Regions from separate parts of the Mus musculus genome. Here region 1 is linked to region 2. The links are chromatin contacts, called in public Hi-C maps. All regions are on one chromosome and are shown on one strand. The core of a region is the stretch at or near the end of the contact, and the rest is flanking DNA. Distances in the headings are between cores, read along the strand shown. Region 1 has its middle 15 kb from the start of Gm30908. Region 2 has its middle 20 kb from the start of Gm14268.

Region 1 (7,044 bases), core at 2,756-5,255, 110 kb before region 2:
AGACTTTCCCTCAGGCAAACCTTCCTGGAAACATGGCGCTGAGCGTGCCTGTTTTGTGACTGTAGTCAGTATAGTTGGGGAGGGAGGTTAACAATCACACAGTTAGAGAAAACAGATGGCCACAGACCCTCTGTCACAGTGGCCCAAGAGAAAGCCGTCTGTCCCTCCCAGATTGAGGACAGACACCTGCGTGTGGGGAGGGAGGATGAGGAGACCAGGGCAGAGAGCAGCCAGCGTGTGGCTCGTAAGAAGAGGTCCAGTGTGTGGGAATGCTTTAGAAGCAGTAAGGCCAAGGTGACAAGTGGGGAAATGGAGTCACGTGGGGAGGGAAGGCGGGGCTGCAGACTGGTGCCTGGAAGGCCCTGGTGGGCAGAGTTAACTCAACGGGTTCCATCTCAACTTCAATTTGCTGCTGGAAGGGACATCCCCCACCCCCCGCTCTGGAAATGTCCCATTGGAAAGCCTGCCCAACCCCCCCACTCCCCTTTTAACTTCTCCCAGACTGTGGGAGCTTTCCCAATGTTCCCACTCCCCCACTCCACCCCTGGTTGCCTCTCACTCCTGTTCCTGGGCCTTCCTCTCAGCTCAACCACTTGCCCCTCTGGGGCCACGTCCCCAACCCACACAGTTTCCTGCACATTCCTGAGGTGATTAAAACACAGGGCCAGGTGCAGCTGTTGTTCTGTGTTGATGCCCACAGAGAAGGAACAGGAGGGACAAAGAAAATAATTGTGAGGCTCCGATAGAATCAGCCAGCATGGGGACATAACAAAGGCAGGCGATTTCTAGCTGACGGTGACATTTCATTGGATGCCCGGATCAATGAGACTTTCAAACAAGGGGCAGGGGAGGGCTGCTTGCCGAGGTGCACAGTGTCTGCCTGATGCCGGGAGTCAGGGGAACCTTGTGTTTGTGGGAATTTACTAATTCTGTACATATTGAGCACTCACTGCGTGCCTGGCTTGGATCTCAGGGCTTCATGGGTGTCCCCTCACTGTGCCCTCCAGAGCCATGGAGAGGGCCAAGCTGTGGCTGGGTTTGCAGATGAGGGACCCACAGGCATAGACAGTTTTGTGGACAGACCCAGCGGTGGCTGTGGGCAGCCCGGGATCCTGAGCTCTGTAATTTTAACACTTGGCTCACGGTGCTCACCCGCTCCAAGTGTTCCCACTTGAAGCTTGACAACGGACTTACCCTGTGGTCCCGCCTAAAGCTGCCAACTAGGTCCATATCCTCCTTTATACGAGTGCCTGCACATAAGCGACCAATGCACATGCATGCTTGTATGTGTGCACACTTGACGTACATGAGCAGGGACGCTCTGTGAGTGCTGGACTGTGCACGCACATGCATGTTACAGAAGAGCAGGGATCTGGGATCAGGTGACCAGGTCAGGCTCAGCTGCTCACTAACCCACAGCCTCACTGATGACCTAACTTCTTGGTATCTGGGTCCTCTTCTGCCCCATGGTGACAATCAGCTGGCTTCTTGTAGGGCTGCTGGGAAGAGTCTGTATGAAGCTCTGAGAAGGGACGTGGCTTGGGGCTGGCACTGGACATGTCACTGTCATACTGCGCCTGATCCGTGTGACCTGCAGGCACAGCTCCATGTGGGGGTCTGGGGTGACTTGGAGGTGAGCCTCCTTTCCATGGGGCTTCTCATCACAGGTAAAGGGGAAGCCCAGGCTAAGTGACCGCCACTGGGTGTTGTCGCCTTTCCATGTCCTATCCTCCTCCTCCTCCTCCTCCTCCTCCTCCTCCTCAGGAAAACAGGGAGAATCATCTGCTTCTCCCATGAGGCTACTGAGCTCTGCTTTGCTCAAATGCTTAGCACCCTGTCGGAGCCAGGGAGGGCTGCAGTGCACCGTGGTTACTCTCTGTGTGTGTGTGTGTGTGTGTGTGCGCGCGCGCGCGCATGCGCGCGCACAAGCTCGAATATGCACACATGTACACATAGGACTAGAGACAAACTCAGAGGTTGTCCTCTGAAAGGCTGTCCACTGTGCTGCTTTGAGACAGCACTCTGGAGCTCTCCAGATGGGCTGGGCCATTGTACACCTCAAAATGAAACAACCGGCTGGCCTCACTGCCACAAGCCTTGTTTCACCCTTGCTGCTTGGCATGCTGCCATCTGTCACAGACTCGAAGCAAGGCTTGCCTGCCTCTGCCTCCGCAGCTCTGGAGACACAAGTGCAGGCAGACCACCATGTCCAGCTCTTACTCTTTTGTCTGGTTTCAGGGTTTGAACCCAGGTCCTCGCAGTCTGAAGGCGAATGCTTTACTGACTGAGCCAGCTCCGCAGTCTCAGCTGCTGTTACTCTTGCTGCTATTATTGTGCTTGGAGTCCCCTGTTGGTCCCCTGTTCCTGCTGTACCTTTGCAGGTTCTCTGCCTAGTGGTGTTCCCTCAGCAGGACACTCCCAGGACCCTTCCCCAGCCAGCAGGCTCTCCGTATCCCTTCAACGCAGTGTTAGATGGCTCCTTCATCCCAACCCTGTCTTATCTTGCTGCAGGCAGAAGCCACCGACCTCTAAGTTAAACATACGCATATTCTTCCACCCAAGTAGTCCCTATTTTTAGGAAAGTGTCCCATAGAAACCGAGGCTCATCTATATGCGCATATGTATGCATACATATGCTTTGGATAACAAATATTCAAAGATATTTATTCCAGTCCTGATTGTGGCTGATCCTAGTTGATCATAGAATCTGAAAATATCTCGGAGCACTGCAGCACCACGGGGCAGTGTTATCATTAACACAGAGTGTCTCTAGGAGATGCTGTCCTTAGGGACCACCCTGGTGCATGTGTGTGTCTTTGACTGGACATAAGAATGCACCGAGTCGGTGAGATGAGGTTAGACTGACAGGCTTTTTAAAATCGTGATTAATATTGTTGTCTTGATGTATCTTAGTAACAGATAACATGTGAGCAATCTACATACCTATGAACGTGAGCGTGTGCACAGGGACCCACACAGACACAGTTAAATACCGAGAAAGCAGCTTCTGGTGGAGAGCCTCAAGCCCCTCGAGACTGACATGTTAGCTCTGAGGGAGTTTCTGCAACAGAGGGATAGAGAGGGAAAGGAGGTTTTCTAGCCATTAGGAAGCACCCAATGTGTGCATTCACACACGTGTGTGTGTGTGTGCATCACTGTGTGTGCATCAGTGTGCATGTGTGTGTGTTGTGCACATGTGTATGTGCATCAGTGTGGGTGTGTGGTATGCATGTGTGTGTGCATCAGTGTGGGTGTGTGGTATGAATATGTGTGTGTGCATCAATGTGGGTGTGTGGTATGCATGTGTGTGTATGTGTGTGAACATCAGTGTGGGTGTGTGGTATGCATGTGTGTTTATGTATATGGTATGCAATGTGTGTGTGTGTGTATATGGTATGCATGTGTGTGTGTGTATATGGTATGCATTGTGTGTGTGTATATGGTATGCATGTGTGTGTGCGTGCATCAGTGTAGGTGTGTGGTATGCATGTGTGTGTATGTGTGTGTGCATCAGTGTAGGTGTGGGTGTGTGTGCATCAGTGTGGATGTGTGGTATGCATGTGTGTGTATGTGATATGCATGTGTGTGTGTGTGTGTGTGTGCAGCCTTCAGACTTCAGGAGTCTGGCTCACTCAGGGAATGAGGATTCTGTTCTTTATACCTGGGAGTGGGGCAGGAGGCCCCTGGAGGCCTCTGTGTTCTAGGTTTCCCGCCTCATCCTGGTCAGAGTGGAAAACTATCCAGAGAAAGGCACAGGGCAAGAGGAACTCAGCAGACAGGCATTAGAAGGCCTCAACCTGTGGAACTAGGCAGCCACATGTAGGCAGTGTGGAGCTAGCGGGGTATTGCCTCTTCAGAGGTGCAATGATGGATCAGGGAGCTGAAGGCAGTCAGTGGGAGGGTCTGCTAGTGCTGGGTGACCTTGCACCAGTGCCCGGGACAGGTGTGCCCCAGGCAGACTTGCATCCTGCTCTAGTTCTGAGAGGCCTGCCAGCTGCTTCCAGCTGTTAGTAAATCTTGCTTGCAAGGATCTGAGCCCTGGAACTGAAGTTCTCCTGAGAAGCCACAACTATCCTGAGGAGCCTGCAGACCATTTGACCTTGGCTAAATAAAACATCGGACTGTGGAAAGATGGAATTTGCTGACTGAGAGCTAAAGTTATCTTGGGCTGTCTTAAGCCATGAGCTGAAACAAATCGTTCCTCCATTAAGCATCTCTCCACTAAAACGTTGCTACTTTGGCTCCTGGCTTAGGGGAAGTCAGTCCAGGGTCATTTGGGTCCACACACCCAGGGGAGCGATGCGGCACTGGGTGTGTGCAGTTGAGGGTATCTTCATCCACAGAGAGGGAAAGGACTAAGCAGCAAAGGACTGTCCCAGGACTGTCCCAGAGTAGGCTAGGTCATCCAGCTGCATCCCACCTTCTCATGTTCCTGGAACCTTCCCAACTAGCTCCACCCACTGGTCATGTGAGCCCGTGTGTGTGTGTGTGTGTGTGTGTGTGTGCGTGTGTGCGTGTGTGCTCCTAGCAGCCACTGCTGTCAACCTCTGTGTTCAGCCTGGTCCTCTCTTGGCTACAGAAGAAGCTCCTGGGATACATCACAGCCCGAGGCATCTCCATCCTCTGCCAGCCCTGAAGCTAAGATGTGAGCAGACGACATCTCAGTCCTGCAGAAGATGGGGGAAGAAAGATTTGCTCTGGCCCGTGGTCCTAGGGAAGTTCAGTCTGCCGCATCAGACTAGGCACCAGGAGTGGAGGGGCAGGACGATCGGCTGGACTGTGGCAGCAGGGGTGTGGATGGAGGTCATTCTCATGACAGGGGACCAGGAAGGAGGCCAGTGGTGACTCTAGTGTTTACTGTCAATGCAAAACAAAACAAAACAATTCTGAGCCTAAGGGGAACGTGAGATAGTTTATTCTGTAGCCATTTTGAGTGAGCGTGGCTAAGGAACACAGATTTGAGTTATCCCAGATTCCATGGTCCAAGGCAGAAGCAGTTTCATGATGTTTTTATGGTTTTACAGAAAAGAGAAAGTCATAAATCAAGGCTAGAGTGCACGGGTGGGTACATCAGACAGATGGCTGCAGAGAGATGGGGGGAGCTGTCCTAGAGGTCTCAGATGTGTCTGATGACATTGCTAGCGTTTGGATTCGTGGAATCCAGTAGTCTGCTAAGTTAGTAGATCCCAAGTTTTTTATCTACTAGCCACAAGTTGTTAGTCCACACACAGAGATGGGCAAGGAATGGCTGTCACAGATGGCTAGATCTAGCCCAAGGTCAGGTAATCGGCTCTGGAACCTGCCTGGTTCCAACCTCTCCAAGTCACCACAGTGCTAAACAGCCACAGTCTCTGCAAACATGGCTGCTCCCCAGGAATTCTCATGGACACTGGCAAGCAACATTTCACCTGGATTTCCTCCAAACCTTGCTAAGGTGATCTCAGCAGCTGATGTGCTTTTATAAAAAGGATATGTTTTATGGAGCACAGTATGGTGAGGTGGGAGGGGGTACCTCAGCCAGCCTATGCTGAGGCATCCCTCCCCTCCATTCCTAGGTACCAGCCATATGATAGGTCTAGTACAGAATAGAGTTCATTTGGAGGCATGGGAAGGAGAGTTGAGGGGATGGAGAGAGAGAGAGAGAGAGAGAGAGAGAGAGAGAGAGAGAGAGAGAGAGAGAGAGAGAAGAGGAGAAGAGGCTGGCCAGGCCAAGAACATGTGAGGGTCGGGGAGAGAAAGGTGTTAAGGAGGGCAAAGGGAATCAGGGTTCAGAGTCAGAGAGGCCCATCTGTCCCTTTTATAGGAAGCCAGGCCTACTGGCTGTTGCTAGGTAATTGTTGGGCGGAGCTTAGAAGGAATGCTAACAGCAGCCATGACACTTGGCATTTGAGAGACCAACTCAACACACTAGTCACTGGTCTTGGTCAGGAAGCTGACCTGTTCTTCATGGGCACTTGTGCCTGGGCATTTGCATGTGGGAAGAGAGACATTGTCACATTGAAATTACCTCGACTATTCTATTTTCCCTTATATTTCTTCTTATGTTATAGCCTGGACATCAAATTTAAAAAACAGAACCAAAAGGATCATGTGTGGGACCAGAGCGATGACTCAGAGTTTCAGTACGCTTAGCTGCTCTATCAGGGGTGGGGGCTGGAATCTGGTTCCCAGTGCCAGTGTTGGGTGGTTCACAGAGGTCTGTAACTGCATCACCAAAAGATCTGATGCCCCCTACTGGCAGACACACGCACATAAAATAATAAAGCAAATCTTAAAAAACTATATAGATTATACTATCTGTGACTTTCATTTTAAGTTTGGACTACAGTGGAAATGAATTTTGAAATTGTATCTACAATGTAGCTTCAGGACTGTTAGGGGGGAGAGCTGCTCTTCCTTAGATGTAGCTCTTTCCCCAGGGAGCCTGTGACCTCATTTGAAGGAGCTTTTGAGCGCTTGCTAAATCAAGCCAGGTTTTCATGGCAAGAGCGCCTTACTTTTCTTCTTAGTTGCACGTCCTCCTCTGCCAAGACTCCTCTTACGGCCACGGCTGGAGGCTGGTGTAATTTTTATCCTTACATCCTCGGGCTGTCGAGACATGCCTGGAATTGTCCCCATCAAGTGTGGCAACCTGGCTCCGGTTTGTTACAGATGCTGCTGAGGCTGCTGCCAAATTTAGGCCACTGTCAGTGAGCAAATAATTTGTCCCTCCATAGGAGATAGAGAGACATCAACTCGAAGGAGCAAGGCAGGAAGCTTAGTCATGCAGATGGCACAGAGCACAGAGGGCAGAGGAGAGGCCTCCTTCACAGTCTGCAGCAGCCTGGGGTCTGGAGCCTGGAGGCAGCTATGGAAACACTGGCCAGGGCAGCCTGTGCTCGGCTCAGCCACAGAGGCTCCAGACAGGAGCAAACAGCACCGGTTCCCAGGACACCGAGAAGCAAGAAGTTAGCCAGAGGCTGCCTGGTCCTCAGCACACACAATGGGGGTCATTCCCCATGGAATCTGGAAGCCTCAGCTGATGCTCAACACACTGACTGGTTC
Region 2 (6,597 bases), core at 921-3,420:
TGTATTTTGATGCTAATTCTGCTTTCCCTGGAGGGGTTGCATATGAAGAGTAATTTACATATACAGGCGCCTTCTTGTGAACCTTCTCCCCACCTTAATTTGTCAAATAAAGGCTCGAGCTGGTGATTGGACAGTAGAAGGGAAGGTGGAGCTGAAAAGTTTGAGGGAGAAAGGAGGGGAGAGAGGAAGATGGACGAGGAAGAGGAGGAGGAGGAGGGACAATGGAGCAGAAGCAGGTGGCCTGGAGAAACCCCAAGTTATATGGGATCTCATAGAAGGGGAATATAGTAGTGTAGCAGTAGATCTGCCCAATCTAGGGGTGTAACTTATATTCCTATTAATTGAGTTGTGATTTCTTTACCCACACTTTTTGGGTTGGAGATTTACTGCAACAAGAAAATTCAATGTGACGGTGACTTAAGCATGAGAGTATGTTTATATTCTGTCACTCAAAGGCGGTTTTGAGAATTGAGTGTCCTTACCTATTCCTGAAGCTCTGTTAGGTCAAACGTCACACACCTTTCCAGTACTTCTGCTACAGCATGGATGGCCTCCCTCCTCATGGCTGCTTCGAGATACAAGGTAGCTGTTGAATACCAGTCAGAGTGTCCATATCCCCAGGGACCCAGAAGGAGGCATCCAACCAGTGCACAAAGGCACATATTCCTCACATAAAACTGATGGGATGGAGTTGACCTAAGAAGGGAGGTTGGGCAACATCTCCTTCTCAGAAGCCATGTGTCCATCTCAACTGGAAGCTCTGTTTCCAATGAAGGAGATGGGCAGGACTTCAGGGTGTTCTGCTGGGCCTCATTCTCAGATCTTCTGAGGACATTAGCATCCGAGCTGGTGATGGCCTACAGCTACTCTCCTGTACCACTGAGTTCAGACATTCAAAGCCCACCCCCCCCCCCCCCCCGGCTTGACTACATCTCATTCCTGAGCCTCTCAAGGACTCTGGACTTCTCAAGTTCTACTTAGTGATGCACTCACTTCGCAGTTGCCCTTGAGCCCTCCATCCCAGGCCCTCAGCAAGGGCAACCTGGCAAGCCACAGTGCCTGCATCTCCTACCCCCGATGTGATGCCAAGGGACACTTCCATGGCCTCCCCTCTGCCGCAGTTGAGGTGGGCAAGGTAAGGGGGAGCTCTCCCAGGATCCAGGGGTGGCAGGTGGGGTAGGCAGGGAGCACTTCCCGTGAGGGCAGGAGCAGAGTATTGAACATCACTTCTGATGAATAGAGAGACAGAATTCTAGCCCCGCCCTCATGTGGGAGGAGCCATCGCCATCTCTGAGACTCTCTCTTGAGGAGCTGTGTTCCCCATCTCAGGCTCCACCACCCTCAGCTGCAGGCTTAAGTTTCATAGGCTCAGGATTTTACTCTCCTATTCTTCAGAGGACAGACTTCCTAATGGGATGTACACCCACCCTGGGGCCATGTCAAGACCCTGTAAGAGGTTGAGGAAATTTTGTTGGTTGTTTAGTTTATTGAGACAAGGTCTCCTTTAGCCCAGACTGGCTACCAACTCACTGTACTGTCAAAGGTGACCTTGAACTTCTGAACTTTCCTCCCGCCTTTGCCTAGTGAATGGGGATTACAAGTAGTCACTGTTCTATTGCTGTGGAGAGACACCATGGCCAAGGCAACTCTTAAAAAAGAAAGCATTTAGCTGTGGGCTTGCTTACAGTTTCAGAGGGTTGGTCTAGCATCGTCATAGAGGGAACACTGGGCCAGTAGAGCTATGTGAGAGGTACATCCTGATTCACAGGCAGAGAGAGAGAGAGAGAGAGAGAGAGAGAGAATCCTGATCCTTCTGATCATATCAGGGTCCTGGTGAGTAAACTTTCAAATATATATGCCTCTGGGGGCCATTTTCAGTCAAACTTCCAAGGTAGGTACCACTCTATTGTGCAGGATGCCTGAATTTGCAAAGATAGAAACCCCTGTTCAGAGGGTGTCATGGTACCTTACCAGGTGTTCAGGTTAAGGATCTTGGGCTGCTTGTGGGTCTCAGAACCAGGTCACAGGCCAGTTGAGGCTCATTCCCAGCCATGCTGCTGAGTTTGAATCTCTGATTCAGCACTTAGCGATGGAGCCCTGGGATGTTTGTTCCATCCGTCTGTGCCCTGGTTTCTCTGCCTGCAAACAAAGATCGACCTCGTGCTCCCTTCCAGGGATGCTCTGCTGATAAACGAGCTGGGAGCGCCTGCACATGGAGCATTACCAGTCATCTGCTCACATCTGGTAACAACATGGATAGAAATCACCACGGAACCCTGATCTCCTGACACAGCCATGTTTTTAGAATTAATATGCCCAACTGCTGACTGCAGGGAGGACACCAAACCACCTGAGGTGAACAGATGCATGATGTGGCGTGCCTGGCACCCACAATGACACACTTGTCCCGAGCCAGCCTCCCAAGCAGGCGATGCATGGTTCTGTTGGCCTGTGGTGAGTCATGGGGTGGGGTCAGCCTTGTCAATCATCCTGTAATAGAGTAGAGAAGGTGATTCCATGGGTGCGAGCAGAAGTTGTATTGGTGTGTGGGGTGGGACAGTATGAAGAGGCTGCTGGCTTCTCTCCTAATCACACAATGTCCACCCTAAGTCTCTGAAAGAATGCATCTTGCCTTCACTTTAGAAGGGAGCTATGGGTCCCCAAGCTCTGATTCTGTGCCCAAGAACAGAGTACCATTCTTTCACACGTGCCAGCCCTTGGGCTGAGAGTTTGAGACTTGGAGGAGTATAGACCTTCTGATCTTTCCAGTAACTCTATCTGTGGTGAAATAGGCCTCAATGCATAGGAAGGAGTTCTGTTCCTAAGGATCCTAAGGAGTGTGGTGACAGGATTGTCCTGAGTCAGGGCTATGTGACTGACTGGCCAGTTCCAATGGGAGGTGCAGCAATGGAGGTGCACAGACCAGCCCATGGTCTGAAATGGTCATGACTGTAGCGCGTGACAGGGGATCTAGCTACCTTTCTTGTTCCCCATGACAGAACGCCTGACGGGAATGGCCTGAGGGAGGAAGGCCTTCTCAGGCTCATCCGTTTTTGGGGACACAGCCCATCACAGGAGGGAGGGCACTGTGTCTAGGGTGGTACTGCCCATTAGAGCAGAAACAAGAGGTGGCTATTTCTCACATCTTAGTGAGCCAGGAGGCAGAAAGAAGGGCCAGAAACAAAGCCAGGCCATAACTTCACAGTCAGGGCCTCCAGCGGGGCCACTGGTCTCAAAAGTCCAACATGGGGGATAATGTGTTCAGATACACGAGTCTGTGGGGGAAGTTTCATATTCACAGCATAACAGTTGATACATTTTAATTGTGAGACGGGGGGGGGGGGGGCATAAACAAAGCCAGATTAACCTTCTAGTAAGGGAACCAGAATCAATGAGAAGAAGGGCAGGTGGTAATTCTAGCTTCGTGCTGTTCCCCATAGGGACCATCTTCGTTGCCTTTCTATTCCTGTAAGGAAACACTGACAAACGCTGCTCAAGGAAGGAAGAGTTTATTTTGGCACATGGCTCAAGATGCAGTCTGTCATGTGGGAAGTCTGAGCAGCAGGAGCTTGGAGCGACTGGTCATATGACGTCTGCAGTCCCAAGCAAGAGAGCAACAATGAACGGCTTGTGCTCACCTGGCTTCCTCCTCTTTACACAGACGCATCTGCGATCCAAGCCTAGGGAATGGCGCTGCCCACTATCCACTTTTAGTGTGTGTCTCCCCATCTCCATTAAACTAATGAATAGAATCCCTCAAGGGCACTCTCAGAGGCTCACTAATCCCCCACAGGCATGCCTAGAGGTGTGTCTCCTGGGTGACTCCAGACTGGTCAAGTTGAAATTTAATACCAATATCACAGAGCCCCAAGGTTGAAGAAGTGACCTCTTGTTTTATGAATGGTAGCAAAGGTTGAGAAATTGACTAAAATATATTAGCACTAAATTTGGGCTTTCTCCTCAACAAGCTTGATATTGAAAGAAAATTGATCTGGGAAAAGCCTGTCTTGGTAGAGTCTAGTATAGTGTGTTTCTGACTCCAAAATCTCTTTCTTCACACATACAACAGACACTTTTGGAGAGCTAAGATGACAGGACGTTGGGATGTTCGCAATGTGTCCTTTTCTTCCTTTAATCTCACAGCTCAGGGTAGACTTGTTCTGTTCCCACAGATGGGGGTTTTGTTTGACTAAAGGAGTCTGTTGCTTTATTCGTATGCTTGGAAGCTTGGCCTGGATCTGTGAGGACCCTGTCTTAGTTTAGTTTCGATTGTGATGATAAAACACCAGGACCAAAAGCAACTTGGGGAGGAAAGGGTTTCTTTCCGCTTACAATGCTCAGGTCAAGTTCCATCCCTGAAGGGAGTCAGGGCAGGAACTCAAAACAGGAACTGAATCAGAAGCCATGGAGGGGATGCTGCTTACTGGCTTGCTCCCCATGGCTTGCTCAGCCTGCTTTCTTACAGGGATGCTATCACTCACACGGAGCTGGACCCTCCCTCATAAATCATCAGTCAAGAAAATGTCCCATGGACTTGCCTAATGTCCAATCTAACGGGAGCATTTTCTCAGTTTCGGCTTCTTTTTCTCGGGTGACTCTGGGCTGTGTCGAGTTGACATAAAAACTTGCCAGCAGAGATGTCAGCTTCAAGATCCTGGAGACAAGCAGTACCTTAATCTCATACTCAGGACCCACATCTGCAGCCAAATGCCAGCCATGGGGAGGAGATGGGCGGATCCCTGGGGCTCAGTGGTCATCCAGCCTTAGCTAATCAGGGAGCCCAGAGTCCACAGAGAGACTGTTGGGATAACCTTTTGTACATCGTGGGAAGGTGAGTCTCTGCATTTTCAATTGTTAATTCTGTACTAGTAGAGAGCTAAGTACTTTCAGGATATTGGTACTGTCATTTCTATGGCCCATCCCTGGGCTTACATTTGTAAGCGTTTGTAAACGCTAGCCCTTTCTCACTTGATCAAATGTTTGAAGGGCGAACTGCCCTTAATGCCTAGAGACAATTGTATCAGAGATTGTCTTGCTGCTGATTGGTTAAAAATAAAGATCTGACAGCCAATAGCTGGGAAAGAGAGAGAGAGAGAGAGAGAGAGAGAGAGAGAGAGAGAGAGAGAGACTCTGGAGAAGAAAAAGAAGCGAGATATTCAGAGCGCAGACAAGGAGGGAACAGACATGGGCCACAGCAGAGCAGAGAAAGATATAGAGCTAGCCACATGGTTGGCCATAGGCTAGTTAGTCATGCTAAATTTAGAGTAACCAGGAAACTGCCCAAGGAAAAGGCCTGAACTTTAAACTATTAGAAGCCACCATGTCATTATTCATACTGCTGGCGGGTCTGAGAAAGTCCCACTATATATAAGAGACACTGTCTCTAAAATCAAGGTGGACATTCCCTGAGAAACATCTTCAGTGTACACACACAGAGCTACATACACACACACACACACACACACACACACACACAAACAGCTACATACACAACTATATAAATAAGACAGTTCCCCTCACCCACATGAGCTGATCAAACCCCTGGCTTGCTTATTTTAACTTAAATTGGATTTTTTTGATCCTTGGGCCAAGGAAGCCGGATGGAAGCAGGACCCTCTTTTTCACAGGCCCCCACCCTGAGCCTACTGTCAGGTGAATACACACTTCAACCAGCAAATGGCACTGAACTTGAAAAGAGCCCCCCCCCCCATTTCAGACATTTGGTGGGCTGCTGTTCTTTCTGCTTCCAAGGAAGCAGGCTGTTCATTAGACATCAAGATCTTAACCTCAGACCCTCTCTGTCCCTTCCATGTTCTCAGTGTTAGGAGCCTCTGTACTCTCTCCGTCAGCATCAGTGCTGGGAGTCAGGCCCAGGGAAAAGGCTCGGTCAGCAAAGCGCTTGTTTTCTGTGCACAAGCACCTGAGTTCCATCCTTAGCATCCATGTAAGAAAACCAAGCATGGGGTGGCCATTTGTAATCCCAGTGCTGGGGTCACAGAGACAGGTGGGTCCCTGGGGTTTGCAGCCTGAGCCAATGAGTAAGCTCCAGGCTCCTGAGGAAACCTTGTCCCAAAAGAGGGCAGAGGTTGGAGGAGCAGCACCTGAGGAGGGACACCCAAACACCCAAACGTGTCCTCTGGTCTGGACAGACACCAAGACACTCACACAAGCATGCACACACACCGTGTATGGGAGAGAGGAAGGCCTGTGAAGGGGTTCCCTGCTAAGCAGCTTCTCTGCCCTTTGCATACTGGCTTCTTGTCTGACTGGCACATCCAAACACAACATTTTCCTTGGGGTTTCAGAGCCCCTTTCCACACAAACATGTGCGCTCCCGAGCGACCGTGGTTCCAAGAGCTTGAAGGCCGCTGTAGGTGTGGAGCTGGCGGCCAGACAATTCCAATCTTTTTTGCCTCTTTCCTTCACTATAAACAGGGCCTTTAAAGAGCTGTGGGGTCATGGAAGGAACAGACAAAAATGTTTACATGAGACCCGCAGGAGGGATTTTTCCACCGGGCTCTGCCATCAATTTAGTCTGTTTTTTAATGGGCCAATGATTGCGAGACTGTGCACCTCGATGGGGAAGTCTCAGCACAG

What was found. A called contact is a pair of places that touch in the nucleus more often than the background predicts.
Region 1: a contact with region 2 is called in a Hi-C map of uterus, with 1.8 times the contacts expected there. The contact joins two enhancer-like sites. A contact is called at or near these places in 1 of 484 Hi-C or Micro-C datasets (uterus) and 1 of 9 other capture datasets (embryonic stem cells).

Annotation. Positions count from the first base shown.
Region 1 is chr2:166,482,947-166,489,990 of GRCm38.p6, reverse strand. No RefSeq gene overlaps it. Among named protein-coding and RNA genes, the nearest start is that of Gm30908, 15 kb to the right of the region's middle. Within about 2 kb of position 4,005, at least 28 of the 459 cell types and tissues checked have an H3K27ac peak or open chromatin away from gene starts, as enhancers often do. A contact at or near this core is called in uterus, where this site is marked.
Region 2 is chr2:166,366,779-166,373,375 of GRCm38.p6, reverse strand. No RefSeq gene overlaps it. Among named protein-coding and RNA genes, the nearest start is that of Gm14268, 20 kb to the left of the region's middle. Within about 2 kb of position 2,170, at least 7 of the 459 cell types and tissues checked have an H3K27ac peak or open chromatin away from gene starts, as enhancers often do. A contact at or near this core is called in uterus, where this site is marked.